2 separate regions of the Danio rerio genome follow, and region 1 is linked to region 2. A link is a contact called in public Micro-C data. All regions are on one chromosome and are shown on one strand. The core of a region is the stretch at or near the end of the contact, and the rest is flanking DNA. Distances in the headings are between cores, read along the strand shown. Region 1 holds the start of mfsd3 (major facilitator superfamily domain containing 3). Region 2 holds the start of wu:fa19b12.

Region 1 (2,700 bases), core at 33-2,532, 270 kb after region 2:
CATCCCTTCGGAAATGTTTGAAAAAGAATTAGAAAATTAGAGGAGAATCATTTTGACTTCAACTGTATAAATTAAACTGGAAGGTTTGATGGAGTTTAAGTTGAATAATACTAACAACATTAATGTATGGTAACTGACATCAACAGAACAGACACATACAGTGCTCGCATATATAAGTACACCCCCCAGACAAATCTCTTATTTAAATTAGTATTTTCTATAGGATGCTTTACAATTTTATATTTGTGTATATACATTTGTTTAGTCAGTACTGAAGCCAAATCTGGAGCTAATCTAACAAAATATCTTACAATATGGTTCACAATTAGTAGCCCAAATGTATATGTTATAGAAAAATATATATATTTTTAAATTCAAAAATAGCAAAAAATAGGGAGAAACAAAATATAAATACAATTTTGTTAAAAATGTTTGTTGAAATTTGTAACAGAAAAAAAATGTAATATTTTGCATGAATTAAAATGTATTATCTTTCCATTTTGATAGATGTTCTGTGACTAAAATATTGTTTTAATACATATATATGTTTAATAAATCTGTTTGTATGCACCAATATACCATATTCACTGAGAAATGGATAATTTTGAAAATATTCATTTTCATAATGGAGTGTATTAATTTATGCTGAGTACTGTACGAGTAATAAAATAAGCATCTATTTTTATACGTGTTTTAGACGTCTCTTTAATGTCTGAATGTGTCATGCAAAAATAGACCAAAGCTGACTTGTTCTTGTTTAAAACAATGGTTTTGTCTGCAATAAAACACACACACACACACACACACACACACACACACACACACACACACACACACACACAGACACAGACACACACACACACACACACACACACACACACACACACACACACACACACACAGTGGTTCATTCATTTCACATGTCATTCATTCATAACATATCACAGGTGGATATTTATGAAATAACTAATGAAACGATGATATCCTTAATAATATCATTCAAAGTCTTTTTTAAGCATTCTGAAAGCTGCTAGAAACTCAAGATAATAATAATACTCATTAAAGCACAAGAACGATTTCATTCTGTCATAAACATTCCATTACTGTCAACAACATATGTTCTAGTTTGAAAGAGTCTTTTCTAGGACAGCAAACAATTAAAACTGTATATGTTAAAATTAACAAAGTACATAAATTAAGTAGCGCAAATGACTTACTGTATTTACATGTAAATATCCTTCACCCGCGGTGCTCGATGCAGCATAACCTCTATTTTCTAACTCGGTACTTCCGCGGGAGCGCGTGACGTCATATACTCCTTCAACAAATCAACTTGCAGCTCTTTTGACAGTGTTCACAGCCAACAAATCAACAGCGCCACCAGTCAATAAAACTGTACTGCAACCAAAAGCTAAAATGAGAAAGACGAGGTTCCTGTTTACATGACATAACACTATGATGTACTTTTTTCTCAAGTGTTCAGTGAGCAAGGAATGCTAAGATGTCACATTTGTGCAATTTCACGCAAATGCCAAATCTGCAATAGAAAAAAAACAAGTTTTTACATAAATAGTAAATCCGTTTATGCATTTTATTGTGTAAGAAAGTATTGAGTGCTTACTCAGAACTGTCTCTGTCATTGTTTGCAATTCTATTTGATTCACCAAAGTAACATGAGTGGCAATTTCACATCTGTCACTTTCATAAAGCCTTTTCCTCAATGCAAACATTTTAAATCAAATCAAATCAATATTTTTTTGTTCTATAGCAAACCGACTCTTATCCTTTTGATGGGCACTGTCTCTTTTGGCCTGTGCAGTTCAATTCATAGAGTTTCTACACAGTAGGCTATGTTGCATACTGTAAACTCACAAACTTTTTTGGTCATATCCATATCCATCCATATTTTCCTCATTAAAAATATAAAAAATGTTTACAGATGGATGTTTTTTGATCCCATAACTCTGTGGTAGTAGTTTTAGAAAACGAAAAGAGATATTTTAATATAATGTTAAAATATACTTTCTTTGTGATTTTTTTTTTTTTGAGTTTATACTGCAAACGTCACATCCGAAATGCTCATATAGTCAAAATCTCTTTCCTTACATTCCTACTGTTCCAGCCCAACATGTTTATGTAATAGAAGAGCTTGTACTAATACACACCTTTTTGTTTACTGTCAGAACGTGATGTACCCTACTTCCCACATTTAACTGAAAGGCTCAATTGGGCATGAATTAGTAAGTGGAAAAAATGTGTTTGTCTAATAAGACACACATACTGTTCACTGGGGTGGTACATTTTCAAGAGGTACACATTTGTACTTAAAGGGTCCGTTTTTGTACCTCAAAAGCATATATTAGTACCTAAACAATTTAAGAGGAACATTTTTGTACTACTAATATGTATCCTTGAGGTATTAATATGGACGTTGAAAATCTAAAAACTTTTTAAAGATCTATTAAATGCGTTTTGAATATCTCAAAATCATATCTCAAATTTGTCAAGTCATTCCTACTTTATGTATATACATAAATCTGAGTGTTGTTCTTTTAATTGTGCAACACTTTTCAAAAAGTATCTAAAATAATTTTGACTGGTGAGAAATTCTCCAGCAAATTTGGGACAAGAAACAAAACGATTAATAATTATTGGATACGCTTTAAATTACAAGTCTGTAAATATCATAAGAGTAAAAAG
Region 2 (3,080 bases), core at 513-3,012:
CATAATTCATCACACAAATTCGACAATAACATTTTGGACGTTGGAGAACCTTTGTGCATTTTTTTCATGTTATTTTTGCATGTTACAATGCAAAACAACAAAAAAATTGTAGTTTATTAATTTTTTAGCATAAATTTTTCATAATTCTTTTTTTTTTTTTTTTTTACACCATACAGCGTTTATACAGTCATGAAAAACCTGGAAAAGTCATAGAATTGTGACATGGCATTTTCCAGGCCTGGAAAAGTTTTGGAAAATCTGAAAAACCCACAAAGTTTTGGAAAAGTTATGGAAATTAGTTTAACAAATATCTGTATACTTTATGTATGGGTTATTTGTCTTTCCTTCTTTTCTGTTCATGGCCAAACACATGCTCTCACATTATTAGTGCTGTGTGAGCATTATCTAAATACATTTTACATAGATATCAATATTCATTCAAACTAAATAGATTGTTGCATGTTTTATGACAACCTGTAATGAAGGTGCAATGTTTTTCTTATGATTTACAATGTACACATACACAATACATGAAACATTAGGTCATAAGAATTTACTTGAAAGTCCTGGAAAAGTCATTGAATTTTAGTAGTAAAGAAATATGTGTATGAACCCTGACAATAGGTACAGAGAATATTTCACTCAATCAGCGCATGTTCCAGCTGAAACCCAATTTAACCCTCACAGATTTAAGCAGATTATATATATATATATATATATATATATATATATATATATATATATATATATATATATATATATATATATATATGTGTGTGTGTGTGTGTGTGTGTGTGTATGTATGTATGTATATATATATAATGAATTAATTATTAATGTAAAACCTAATATTTTGGCACATTTGGCACTCCACATGTTTGGCAACACCTCCTGTTGTTGCACTTGCACACTGAGATTAGTGACTTCAATGTGTAGGGTTAGATGAATGTCTGAACGTGGATGTGGACTCGGGTTTTCTTCAATCAGACCCTTCTCGTCCCCACTCAGACCAAACGAATATAGATTATGCATTTTTAATTATATGGGTATGTTGGTATTGATTTCAGCGTTTGTTCTGATAATCTAAGAAATGTTTATATGTTAGTTTAGTTTATAGTGTTCCAGTCTGAAAAAAAAAATCTAAAATCTTCTTAGCCTTGTATAAGTAAAATATATTTTTTGTTTTTCATTAACTTGGCTGCAATAGGAAAACAAACTATTTCAATTAATATGGACAAAAAAATAAGTAAATCTAAGAAAACTTGCTACATTGTTTATTTTAGAAGGACATTGGTATCACTTCATTTTGATGGTCCCTTTTGTTGAATCTAAGGTTCACTGCATCTGCATGCCAACTAATTCTCATCAGGTAGACTGTTAGGTTGGGGTTGGGGTTAGGGTTAGTGTAAGTTGACATGTGCTGGCAAAGTTTCTTATAGTCAGTTAAATATCTGTTGGAGGAGTATATCAACAGATATTAAGCAGAGAGCCTTCTAATACTCAAATGAGAAGTAATTGGCATGTAACAATGCAACTTTTTGTCAACAAAATGTGTAAGAGGGACCATCAAAATAAAGTCTAAAATGTAATATATATATATATATATATATATATATATATATATATATATATATATATATATATATATATATATATATATATATATATATATATATAATTTAATACATAATTTCCTTTATAAAAGCATAAACCATGGCTGAAATGCTGTTGGTGTTGTTCGACCTCTCTAGCCACAGAGGGCACTGTATTCACACGTTTCAACTTCATTTACGACACCAATGCCGTAAACAGCTGGGGAACTGCATGCAACTGCGAACTAAACAGCTACACTTTTACATAGTTTAAACTTTAACGTTTTGAAATATTTGGTCGCACACATGACCAAACGGACAGCAGAAAACGTTTTGTCGCCCGAAGTCCCTCACAAAAGATGTTTTCGTTCTGTCTCCAACAAACCGGTCGGAGGTGTGAACGTGACCCAAAACGCCTCGTTATTAACATCAGATGAACAGCGATGCAGGAAAAGACCGAACTCTGTCGAAGACCAGCTGGACACAGATAACTTACCAAGAAAACTGGCCGCAAGCAGGGCTAATTCAGTGCTAGCTGAGCAGAACATATCCCAGTCTAGAACATTCGAGGATGATGATGATGCTGGAAGACCTGCGACGCGACGGTCATCACGCGCGCTTCAACCTGAGTCAAGCAAACAGCCAGACGAACAAAATAAACACACCGCAGGAGACAAGGTAAACTTTTACACAAATGTGCTAAAACCTGTATTAATTTATGGTTACCTGAAGAACAATGTGCAATGATGAGTGATGAACATGAGGTGGCGGTGCACCACTATAATAATATCCAGATTCAGGTAAAGTTAGTTTTATATTCACAAATTCGGGCTTTCTCCTTAATATAGTAGTTTCAGAAGTATTAGTATATAGTAGTAATATAGTATTAATATAGTTTCAAAACTATTATTTTGATAATTCTAAATAGTGCAATCATATAATCAGCCAATGGCTATTAAAGTACAACAGTTCACAGTCGAATAAATAGAGCTAACTTAATGTTGTTTTGAAGGCATGTGATATCAGATAATTCAAAGTAAGATGGTTACCACGGTAAACAATGTAGAGAGCATGTCACAAGTTGTCCCTCATTAATATACATCTACATATAGTTCAGTAGGCATACAGGTTGTGTTAATGGAATTTGACTGTAATGTAAACATGTTTTATAGCTTACCACTAGTCATCTATACTTTAAGCACCTGTTTACTAACTGGTTGGGAAAAACATCAATGCCTTGGTGTTAACCTGAACACCCTTAAAAAAAACTCTAAAAACACTAGCTCTAACCCAATTAACAAGAGTAGTAGCAAACCAGAAGATCCTAACAGACCCTAGTGCCTGTTTCTCTGTGCATGACTACCCATACTCCATTATTAAGTCTGACCTCCGAAGACTACGTCAAATAGTTCAGACTGCTGAGTGAATCGTTGGTACAACTCTCCCTACTCTCCAAGAACTGTACTTGTCCAAAGCGAGCAGAAAGTC

The links. Hi-C and Micro-C count contacts between places; a contact is called where the count stands out from the background.
Region 1: a Micro-C map of caudal fin shows a contact between it and region 2, with 7 times the contacts expected there. The contact joins the promoter of mfsd3 here to the promoter of wu:fa19b12 in region 2. A contact is called at or near these places in 5 of 18 Hi-C or Micro-C datasets (caudal fin, embryo, hematopoietic stem cells and 1 more) and 1 of 4 datasets of contacts at active chromatin or transcription factors (caudal fin).

The regions. Positions count from the first base shown.
Region 1 is chr5:26,189,152-26,191,851 of GRCz12tu, forward strand. It overlaps mfsd3 (major facilitator superfamily domain containing 3), which reads right to left and starts at 1,283. Exons shown (of 6, transcript XM_002661995.8): 1 at 1,218-1,283.
Region 2 is chr5:25,920,665-25,923,744 of GRCz12tu, forward strand. It overlaps wu:fa19b12, which reads left to right and starts at 1,763. Exons shown (of 2, transcript NM_001281985.1): 1 at 1,763-2,270. The coding sequence starts at 1,899.